Regions from separate parts of the Rattus norvegicus genome. Here all the other regions are linked to region 1. A link is a contact called in public Hi-C data. All regions are on one chromosome and are shown on one strand. Each heading gives the region's core, a stretch centred on a gene start, on an enhancer-like site or on the middle of the called end of the contact. The rest is flanking DNA. Distances are from core to core; before and after follow the strand shown.

Region 1 (2,700 bases), core at 23-2,522:
AGATGTTTATAAGCCGTATCTCTGAACCCGTGCAGTTCACCACTGACCACGTTATGCAGCTATTTCCTCTAAACTGAGATGTTTCTTCATGGAGAGAGGAGGGAGTCTCACAAGACTCAGCCAGGTTCACAGGGCTCTTTCCCCTGTAGTCAGCCATGCTTCTGTAAGTCAACCCCTAGCTCAGAGCCACTGCCAAGGTAGTCTAGGCTGCCATCATGTCTTTGGTCTGTCATTGGTGTCCTGTTATGAAGTGAATGATGCTTGTTCGCCTTTCCCCCCAGAAAACCTTGCACACCATTTTAACACGCTTATTTTAAGTACTTTCTAATGGGACAATTCTAGATCCGTAAGTATAGCAAGTAAGCCCACCCCCGTTTCCCAAGCCGGAAAGTAGTGTGAGGTCAAGTTTGTCCTCTTTGATGAGCAAGATGCAAACTATGAAAGTTGAGAGGGAACATCTCAACTTGTTAAGAACTGAGACTCTAATCTACAATTGACTAAGCATGGAGTAAGATGAGATTCTAGACTGCAAGCATCACAGAAGAAAAGGAGGGAGGGGAAGGGAGGAAGGGAAAGACCGGCGTGGGGAGAGCTACAAATAGATTCTAAGAAGACACATCTCACTCGGTACCTGTGGCTCCTCCCAGCTCTCCCAGCATCCTGCGGTACCTGTGGCTCCTCCCAGCTCTCCCAGCATCCCTCGGTACCTGTGGCTCCTCCCAGCTCTCCCAGCATCCTGCGGTACCTGTGGCTCCTCCCAGCTCTCCCAGCATCCCTCGGTACCTGTGGCTCCTCTCAGCACTTCTCACCATGCCCTCTACCCTAAACCTCTCCCTCCCAGGGGCTGGGCTTCCCTCCCCCACAGCTTTAGGTCTCTGCATAACTCTGCCATTTTAGGTATCTCCACTTCATAGCCTGAGCTACCTCTCTTGCTCTCCCTTCCCCTCTCTCTTCTTGAGGTCCGGTTTAGTCTGCCGGCCATGCTCAGCCTGAACTCTTCGTTCTGCCTGCTTTCTCCCTTATATCTACAATAAAATTTTTCTCCATAGTCTAAGAGTAGTCATGTCTCCTTTTATTTCATTTCTTTTCCCCCTATTCCACCAGCAAATCCTTTAAAATGCTCAAACTGAGTCTTCGTACAAGCCCGAGAGAGCAATGGAAACCTTGCCTGAGGATGAACTTTTATGACATGGGGTTGTTAGTCACATGTATACTGTGTGCGCTGTGGATGACTCAAAAATAAACACTGCACTACGACAGCTCTGGGCCTCAAGCTCAGGTGCCACTCCCTCCAAGCCGGCCTGGGAACCAAGTCCCCTCCTCCATTGAGAGCTGGCCTCTCACTCCTCACGTGGCAAGGGCTTTCCTTCCAAGAGCTCAGCTACATGGTTATGTAAGGTTCTCCTGTCTTCTTGGGCCAAGAACTGAGTCAGCTGCCTGCCTAGATAGGTCAGTTCAGGAAACCAAACCACACAGCCCAGGAAATGCACCGAGGCGGAGAAGCCAGTGAACCTGCTGGGAGTTGGCTGTCCTCAAGGGCGGCCAGCACGCCTCCTTCTGACCCGGAGTGTGAAATCCAAGCTTCTATGCAGGTCAGCGCGAAGGACCTTTGAACGAAGTCTCTCTGTGGCTGCCTTGTCGGGGATCAAAAGTGTTCACTTGGCTCTTCTGACAACCTTTTCCCACACAAGGATACAATGCTTTCATAGTATCAAAAACCTCAATGTCTGAAGCCGCCATTCCAAACAGCTGTTTCTGGAGGCTAAGAGAACCTTCTAGAACAGCTGTTCTCAGCCTAGCTGAGGCAATGCCTCTGGAGTTGGGCCCAGAGAATTGAGGGCGATAAATTTTAAGTTCTTGCAGTGTTCGGGCTGTGTGTTTTAGAACTCACCATTGGAGATTTTTAGTCCCTTCTAGGATGGTAACGTGTCACTAGCCTGGGTCGTGAAAAGACACATCAGACATGACAATCAAAACTGAAGTCCTTTCCTGCCTCTCTCCACCATCCCTGGTGCAATTAACAGGACAGGACAGATCCCTAACCTTGGCTGGTCTCTCAACCTCAGTGTAACTGAAGCTGGCTCCCACCTAACACCCTTCTGTTATCCATTGAACCTGAACACAGCCCCAAAGAGAACTATGACAGAGCCAGGAGTCTTGAAAGGCTGATGATAGACTCCAAGCCTTCCGGAAGAATCCTGTTACAAAAACAGGTCGTTGGGAAAGACAGAGGATGCCTTTCCCGATTGGGAAGATGGCCCTGCAGGCTAGAATGCCTTCTATTCCGTTCTGGCAATCTTCTGCCATGGGCTGGAGAGAGGCTTCAGTACAGTGCTTTCCTTCCAAGCACAAGTACGTGAGTTTGATTCCTAGGACCTATGTTTGGGGCGAGGGAGCTGCCAGGCATGTGTGACCCCAAAGCTGATGGGGGTGGAGACAGGGAAGTTCCTGACGCTGACTAGCCAGACGTCCTACCTCACTTGGTGAGTTACAGGCCAGAGAGGGATGGTGGACCACTCCTGAGGAAGGACCATCAAGTGTGCACGCATGTGCTCTTGCACAGGCGCAAAAGCAACTTCTGGCTTGCTCAGCACTTTACGGTCTCATGAACCCAGCCGAAGCTTCTGAGGAACTGAGGAACGGCCACTAAAGGTAGACCTGTTTGCAGGTCAGGCTTTACCTGTTCAGCCACCTATTGGT
Region 2 (2,700 bases), core at 119-2,618, 440 kb before region 1:
GACAGGACTTAGTGGGTCTACAAGGCCTGTTGTATCAAGTAATGGATAAACTCAGGGGTTAACATACACATAGGAGAGTTCTCAAGGTTAGCTACCTCCCCCCTTCTTGTGCAGTGTGTGTGTGTGTGTGTGTGTGTGTGTGTGTGCGCGCGTGCGTGTCTTATGTCTCCTTCCAGTTGACCAAGTTCCCTCTCTCATAGGCACAAGCTTGACATGCTGTGTTGGGAAAGAGTGAGGTCTCCACGTTGATGAAAGGCAGGGCTACTCTCAAGGAAGAGTCTTGGAAGAGCCCCTAAACTGCTTCCTGCTCTTGACAGGTAGGTCATTTCCACCACCCTCAGGGGCAATCTAACCCTGAATGAAGATAAAATTCACGACTAGAAAGTCACCCCTCCAGTCGAGTAGGATGGCTGGATCCTGGAGGCTGGGCCATTTTTGCCTATGTAAGAGCATCCGACAACAGTGTGACAGCTTCTAGTCCTTCAAAATGCCCTCAGGTACAGGAATGGGTTAGACGTTCTCAGGGGGGCAATCCTGGATTTGTTACAGAGAGGTCAATATGCAAGGGGAACCATGATCAGAAGGGAGAGAGGGAGAGAGGCCATTCACAAGAAACAATGTGCTTGGCCCTGAAAACCAGGAGAACCCCTTGGAGACTGAGCTTGTTAGAGGCCATTCTGATTCCCTCCATCCGACATTGTGTAGTGTGGTCAGCTCAGCGTTCAAGGGTGGGCTGGTTTATGTCAACACGGTGGGATTACCACAAAAGTCATTCTTTGTACTGGGGAAAATGAAAACCAACTAAGTTAACATTTTTCCCCCTGTGACCCAATTCCTGGCTTTCTCTGCTTTGTCCTCCTCTGACCAGTCCTTTAGGCTCTGTGAGGTGTTGATGCTCATTTGTAGCAATAAGTTTTATGGCATTGAGCCACTGACTAGGGGTATCTTTATTCTGTTTTAACCCACTAAGAATCTAGGGGACAGACTGGTTGCTAAGGCTTTGGTAAAGCAACAAGTGACTGACACAGGAGGACAAGGACACGTCCCTTCTGCCATCTCCTCATTCACTCGCTGTCCCCCAGGGGGTTTCTACTAAAGATCTGGTTCCCCAGCTCCAAAGCAAGGTCGGAACTCCAACCACCATCCCCAGCCACTCCCCCAGCCAGCTTGCTCTGCGCAGGCAGAGCCTTCCACGCCTTCCCGGAGTCTCCAAGCGCACGCGCCACTTGACTAGCGCTGTCATTGGCTGCTGCCTGTTGCTAACCCACGTGACCGGCTCCGGCACGCTCCGCCCCTGCTCCTGCTAGCCTAGTGCGTTCCTGCGGACGTGCGCTGCTGCCTAGCCTCTGCTGGATGCTGCTAACTGTCGTCCGCGATGCAGCCGCCGGCCACAAGGTGGCAGTGCCGTGCTGCGTGTCTACACGCCCCTGGCTGCGCAAGACCAGCCTGGCAAAAGTTTTCCAGTCTTCCAGCAGATGCGCCCAGGCCTTGAGTCCTCCGGGGCGAGACGGAGGCAGGGGGTGGGGGAAACGCCGATGTCCCGGGATGATTTGCAAGGCATGCATTTGTTGTCACGAGCTCGGAGAAACAGTTTCGGGGACCTGTCACAGATGCAAAGTCTGTTGATATTTCCAGGAGTGTTTGGTTTGGTTTTGGCTTTAGGGACCGTACACCAAGCATCGATTCTAGAGGAGGCGAACAGCACTGACAGCTATTCTTTGTCTCTCGTCTGGGCTTTGCACGGAGCTCGACGTCGTTTCCATGGGTGAGAAATACCACTGCCACTACCTTGATAGCGTTCCTGCCTCCATGGTTCCTGACCTGCCTAGAAAGGGAGGACCCTGGAGACTCTTGTTCTACAGCTGTCCTCAGGATACCCTTAATTCCCAGGCGCAGGGATAAGCTTGTCTGACCCCATTTGACCCCGCCGCAGGCGCCAGGCGTCCTCATTTATTGTGAGGCCTAAGAGTCCTCAAGGCTGCCTGCCTACTCCCCCGTCCCCGCCCCCCCCCCCCCCCCCCCGCCAACCACCACCCACCACTCTCCTTGTCCTGTGGGGGAGTCATATGCCTCCTTCCTGTTGTCTAAGCTTCCCTCTTCCATAGGCACAAGCCTGCCCCTCTGCGTTTTTTACTTTAAAACGGGTGTTCTGAGGATTGTCTCTAGTTCAGGTGATGTGAGAGAACTAGGTCTGAGGGAGGTAGACGGCAACATTAGTGGGGATCGGTGCTGCATTGCTAAATGTGGCGCAGGGAAGGGAAACACATCTGGGATTCCACGGGGCAGCAGCAGATCTGTCACTTGGGCAGAGCCTTTGAGCGCTCTCAGGTAATTTCCAGATATCTATTGTTTGCTTTAACCTGACATTCATTTGCATCTGACTGAGTCTGGAATTTTTGCTGGGACCCTGACTGGGCAGGCTATTTCTATTCCCTCCTGCCTATGCTCCCAGGAGAGGTGGAGACTGTCTTGGGTTTGGCTTGGAGGATGTCGATATGCCTCATTTTCAAACTAAAGATCTAGAAGAGACCAGCAAGAAACAGCACAGAGTCTACGTAGGTGGATACCAGAGAATCGCCTGGAGAGATTTACAGGTGTGTTCTGGACTTTGGGAACCGTGGACACACAGAACCAGCTACCTGTTTCGGTGAGAGAAGTTGGAGATGGGACTGGGGAGGAGTTGGGAGGGGAGGGGTGGGA
Region 3 (2,700 bases), core at 106-2,605, 430 kb after region 1:
GTTTTTTCCTGAGGCTAGCCAGTCAGATTTGAAAAACAGGACCTTGAAGACCATAGGTTAGAACCAGGAAATTAGCGCAGAAGCTGCCGTGAGACTTGATAAAGTTACTGCGAGTGCGAATGCCCCAGAGAGCGACAGCAGGGCCTGCGATCCATTGATCTGAGCGACTGGCGAGCCTGGGCAGGGGCTGGGGCAGGTAAGGCTGTGGGGCACAGACCGTTGGTCTTTTGGGCACTCAGTGTTCGAGACGTTTCCTTACGGTCGGCCTGTGTGTGGTTCGGTCTCCATATTCCGCGGATGTTTTCACCTCAGCGTTTGAGTCTCACTCGCGGACAGCCCTAGTCTTGAGGGTAAAGACCCCCTTAACCGTCTTCAGAGACGGCGGGGCTTCACCTCCGAGCCACCAGCGCTGGCCTAGTGTCGCGCCGGCCGGAGATACGCGGGCTGGCGACCACGAGGCCGCGTGCCTAGCCCAGAGGCTGCCCTCCCTTCCGCTCCGCGCGTGGGCTCGCGTGCGGCCGCCGGCCGGCGTTAAGCCGTGACCTCGGACCACCCCGGCCGGCCGCGCGGCGTTTGCTCGGCACACGGGCGCTGTCCTGAGGTGACACCGCCTGCAACGGCAGAAGCAGCAGACGCCGCCGATCAGCGAGTTCGCACCGAGGATTCCTCTTGGTGCGTGGCCCAGTTTTTTTTTTTTTTTTTTTTTGCTTAGGACCCGCTCCAAGCCCTCGCTGACACCGCCCCCCGCGCCGCCACGCTCCGAGGCCTTCCCCGGGGAAGCCTGGCGGCTTTCCCTCGCGGGCCCGCGGCGCGCTCTCGCGCGCGATTCCTCGATTCCACAGGCGGTTCGCGCCCGGGGTGGGGGCGGGGCGCGCGGGGCCGGGCCGGCGGCCCGCGGGGAGGGGACTGGGGGCGGGCCGGCGTGGGGAGTTCCTCGCTCCCGGACCACACGCTCCGCGGGCCAATCCCGAGCCACCCTCTAGCAGTGTCGCACGCGGGACACGTCCAAGCGTTTGTTGGCAGGGCTGGGGAAGGGGGAGGGGGAGACCTCAGGGAAGGGAGTTGAGTGACAGGAGGTGTGGGGCACGCTGGGAATTGTAGTTCTTAGCTTCCGTGGCCATAGCCATTTTGTAGTCAAGGGACTACAACTTCCAGAAGATCAAGGGGACTATTCTAAGGTGCCCCGGGAATAGGCGGCTCTCCCCCGGGCCGGGCGTCCTGGGGCAGTGGTACCCTGCTGCCCGGCTGCAGGTAGACGTGAGGGCAGTGGCGAAGGCTTGCATGCGGCGACTGTTGGGTGAGCGGACTGCCGGGGGGAAAGGGGCTGAGGTGGAGCGACCGAGCGTGCCATGCATTGAGCTAGGGAGCCTCTCTCAATTCCAGGACTGGGCTCGGCATGGGAGAGGCGCCTGACGGGCGGCCCGCAAAGGATTCGCTGAGGCCTCTCCGGGGTCTCGTCGACGGGGCTGCGGGAGTTCTCTGCACTGGGCCAGGGTTTGTGGGCAAAGGGTAGGCAGGCGTGCGGGGGCTCAGCTGTGGGAGTTTTCGGCTGGCGAGAGATGGCGAATTAGCCGAGGAGCCCTAACTTGTATAAAAGCAGAGTCCATTTAAAGTTGGGCTGGATAGCCTCTCTCTCATTGGTTAGGGGGCTTGGAAAAAAGAGACTCGGCGAGCCCTCCGCTGTGGTGCTGCCGCCGCCGCCGCCGCCGCTGGAGTTGACTCTTCTGCTCGCACTGCTGCTGCAGCACAAACGTGACTTCCAACGTTTTAAATTTATCTTTCCTTTTTCTTTTTCAAGATGTAACTACAGATCAGATGCTAAGGACCTTCACGTTTCGCTGATGTAGTTTTTGGAAGAAAAAGGGGGGGAGTGAAGGGCGTCGGTTTTTTTTTCTTTTTTTCTTTTTTTTTGTGTCTGTTGTATGTTTCGGGGGAAATTTTCCATTATGAGTGTTTTACTAAAGTGAATTTTTCTTGTTTGCTTCGTTCGTCTTTGGCTCTTTTTATTTTTTTTCTTTTATCCTTCTCAATTTCGGATTTATTTCAAGGCGAATCTGGCTTTGGGGGAAGAGGAAGAAAAGTCGGATTACAAGATCAACCACCACCACCAACAATAAAAACCACCAGGATATTTTTTTGCAAATTTCTGACGGCTTTAAATTCATGAAGCAATTGTCCCCTTTTGCAATCAGCATTTGGATCTCAGAATGAGCAAGGAAAGACCCAAGAGGAATATCATTCAGAAGAAATACGTAAGTGCTCCTAACAACACATCCTTTGGCTTGCAGTTTTAAGCGATGGCTGTGAATGTCAAGTTTATAGATAATTCTGCAGCTGAAAGGTTCTAAACGTAGCGTCCGATAAGGCTCTTTCTTTTTCCGAAAGGGCTTTTCAGGCAAAGTCGTGTCTGCCTAGTTTGGTTGAGAAAACAGACTGGTGTACAGATACCTCAAGTATATAAATTGACCTCGAATGACACAACGTTAATGTACTTTAGATGAAAGGCAAGGGGTTTTGGTGGAGGTTGGGGTTCTGTGTGTGTGTGTGTGGGGGGGGGGGGCTGCAGTGATCTAACTGCATTCTCGGGAGGATTTGGCCCCATATTGCACTTTGCATACAAATGAGCCGGTTATTAGTGTTATTTGGAAAATCGTGTAAGGTGTGTGTGTTGGAAGCTCTTTAAGTTGCAATTCAGAGTAC
Region 4 (2,700 bases), core at 53-2,552, 500 kb before region 1:
TGGTCTTCTCTGACCTTGAAGAATATCCCTGATGTCTGTTCTCCTTATGTAACATGGTGTCTATTGACCAGCTGCCTTCCAGAGCACAGCATGAATCCTCTGAGTTCTCGATCATCGGTTGACGTTTGTGCGTTTTCAACTATATAACAGGCACCAGAGTCTTTCCTTGGTTCTCTGCTCTACTGATTTTGAGTTATGCAATTACTCCTTAAAAATTTAAAAGTAGCTAAATCTGAGTAAACACACCAACATACTATGATGATAAATCAAGGGGCGCCCTTTGGGCTGTGTGATGGGTATGTCTGGGGGATGGGTATAAATGTGCAAGGGAGAAAGGAAAACAGAGCTACAGAGCACTGCTCATCGCTGTGGACCTTCACACATCCCACACAGGACCCTCTGTCCTTCAGAGACAAGGTATTTCCCTTGAATGTCTCTCTTCTCCTTTCCACTTCTTTATTTAACTCAGGGGATTCCGGGCAGCATACAGTGAAGTCACAAAGGACTCTCAGGAGAGCATCATCGAAGCTGGGTGTATCTGTTTCCATGGTTTCTGAGAAGTTAGGGTGAGGGAAGGAGTTGGAGCTCGGGCACTAAGGCTTCTACTCTCGTTTCCTTTCAATGCATAAACACGTACGGTATTCCCCTCTGGGCAGAGGAACTGGACCCCACTTAGAGGTTCATTTAGATGTCGCATGTGTAAGGGATACTGTTTTTGCTTCATTATAAGAGGCACTATTTCTTCCAATTGACCATCTTCCCCCTGATGCTTTGCCAAAGTGGCCTGTTTACAATCTACTCTCACAGATTACAGCACTTACCAGAGGCAAGTAGGGAGAAATTCAGACACCGAAAAGCTTTGAGACGCCCCACAGGCTTGGAATGCTTTTTTCCAAGGGGGAAGAAAAACAATCTGTAAATGTGTACGTATTTGCCCAAGTCTTCCCCCACCCCCAAAGCCAGCTGGACAGCCTGTCAACGACTCCCATTCAGGAACAACAAAGACCCATGTCAGAAGTCAGGGGACGAGGAGGCTGAGAACTAACAATAATTTTGCTCTTACACAGCAGTTTTTATCTGAAGACCTCAGAGTGCTTTATAAACATTAATTAAATTGCCCGACGGCCCCGCGAGATGACTGTGTGTCACTGTTTCCAATTGGCAGGGGGTGGTGGGACCAGGAGTGTCGGCATGGAGCGAAGTTGGAAATAGGCCATGCTGCATGCCTGTGGATTGCAGACTCAGAAGTGGGGACATTTCCCTGTGAGCCCAAGGCTGTGGTCAGGTGTACAGTCTTCCCCGGGATAAGGAAGTGGTCTGGTGACTCCCCAGTAGGAGCCAAGTTATGTGTAAGTGAGTGGGCCAGCTGCACCGGAGTTGGATGGTGATATGGTCTCCTCAGAGGCTTCGTCACCACATACCAAGGTAAGTCACTACAAACTGCTTTTTGTAAATAGTGACTCTCATGTGGCATTTCCTAGGAAGACGTGACTAGTTATCTAGACAGGCATCCGCCACAGACCAAAGACGTGATCCTGCACAAGTCTAGCTTGTCCACGCAATGAGTTGGCTTTGGTTATTGATAATAACTTGTGGCTGAATCACAGGCAACTCCATTACAGAGAAGACCACTGCATTGTGGGTGACGACTCACAATTTGCAGTTAGCCTCACTGCCGAGACCTTTCTCTCAGCCATTGTTTCTTGCTGCTATAATCTTGCGGGAGGGGCTTGTGAATTCTGTGATTTTTATGAGCTTTTATAATCTTGTCAATTTGCTCCCTGAGTCTTATGAGCTCCCCCCACCCCCTCCCCATCCCAGGAGAGAATGTTCAAATTCAGGGAAACAGACATACAAGAGTTGGCTTTGATTTCCGCATACATGTCCAGAACTGCTAGGTGGAATAGTATTCCATCTTGAATATAGGTGCATCAAACTATGTCCTCCAAAGAGGGTCTACTGAAGTCTTCCCCTCTGGTACCTATTCACACAACCTACTCTGGAGGTAAGGTCTTTGAAAATGTAATGCCCGTGAGATGCTAGTGCTTAGGTCGATGTCCATATAAAAGAGGGGGAATTTGGGCACAGGCACAGGTAGTCACACAGAAAAAAGAAAGGCCCGGGGTTGAGGATTTAGCTCAGTGGTAGAGTGCTTGCCTACCAAGCGCAAGGCCCTGGGTTCAGTCCTCAGCTCTGAAAAAAAAAATTAAAAAAAATTAGAAAGGCCCAGTGAGGTCAGAGGTAACACTGCCCGTGATGCATCCACGAAGCCTGTGAATGTCAAGGATTGCTGGCAACACCAGAAGCAGGGAGAGGAGCCTAGAGGTGGTCCTGCCTAAGTGACTTCAGGGGCAGCATGGCTCCATTGTACCAGACTTCTGGCTCCCAGATCTGAGTATCTTTTTGTTGTTGTTGTTGTTGTTGTTGTTGTTTTAAGCTGACCATCCTGTGGCCTTTTGTTCTGGAAGCTGCAGAAAAGAGCTTAATGACTTAAATGAGGAGGCCTTCAAATCCAGGGTGGTTAAAACATCTTGCATTTGAAAACATATCCTGCTATCCAATAACCAGGGGAAAGCTTCCTGAGGGACAGGGCCTGGGTATGGTTTTAAATGGATGACTGCTTCAGTCCTGGGATGCTCCAGCTGATGGCAAGGACAGGTGGGCAGAATGCACTGGAACATGGTGGCCCATGGTGGGGAC

Evidence for each region. Hi-C and Micro-C count contacts between places; a contact is called where the count stands out from the background.
Region 2: a Hi-C map of kidney shows a contact between it and region 1, with 4 times the contacts expected there. The contact joins two enhancer-like sites. A contact is called at or near these places in 4 of 12 Hi-C or Micro-C datasets (Schwann cells, kidney and liver).
Region 3: a Hi-C map of liver shows a contact between it and region 1, with 3 times the contacts expected there. The contact joins the promoter of Jarid2l1 here to the enhancer-like site in region 1. A contact is called at or near these places in 4 of 12 Hi-C or Micro-C datasets (kidney, liver, mammary epithelial cells and 1 more).
Region 4: a Hi-C map of mammary epithelial cells shows a contact between it and region 1, with 2.3 times the contacts expected there. The contact joins two enhancer-like sites. A contact is called at or near these places in 2 of 12 Hi-C or Micro-C datasets (kidney and mammary epithelial cells).

What each region holds. Positions count from the first base shown.
Region 1 is chr17:20,590,058-20,592,757 of GRCr8, reverse strand. No RefSeq gene overlaps it. Among named protein-coding and RNA genes, the nearest start is that of RGD1596092, 180 kb to the left of the region's middle. Within about 2 kb of position 1,272, at least 51 of the 93 cell types and tissues checked have an H3K27ac peak or open chromatin away from gene starts, as enhancers often do. A contact at or near this core is called in kidney, liver and prefrontal cortex, where this site is marked.
Region 2 is chr17:21,033,574-21,036,273 of GRCr8, reverse strand. LOC102551899 (a long non-coding RNA gene) reads left to right here. Exons shown (of 4, transcript XR_010059143.1): 2 at 201-317; 3 at 1,663-2,647. Among named protein-coding and RNA genes, the nearest start is that of Cd83, 78 kb to the left of the region's middle. Within about 2 kb of position 1,368, at least 52 of the 93 cell types and tissues checked have an H3K27ac peak or open chromatin away from gene starts, as enhancers often do. A contact at or near this core is called in kidney and liver, where this site is marked.
Region 3 is chr17:20,160,953-20,163,652 of GRCr8, reverse strand. It overlaps Jarid2l1 (jumonji and AT-rich interaction domain containing 2 like 1), which reads right to left and starts at 1,355. Exons shown (of 3, transcript XM_063276985.1): 1 at 1,234-1,355; 2 at 1-977. The coding sequence starts at 1,355. The coding sequence ends at 323. It overlaps Jarid2 (jumonji and AT-rich interaction domain containing 2), which reads left to right and starts at 1,683. Exons shown (of 18, transcript NM_001427247.1): 1 at 1,683-2,252. The coding sequence starts at 2,208.
Region 4 is chr17:21,087,628-21,090,327 of GRCr8, reverse strand. No RefSeq gene overlaps it. Among named protein-coding and RNA genes, the nearest start is that of Cd83, 24 kb to the left of the region's middle. Within about 2 kb of position 1,302, at least 35 of the 93 cell types and tissues checked have an H3K27ac peak or open chromatin away from gene starts, as enhancers often do.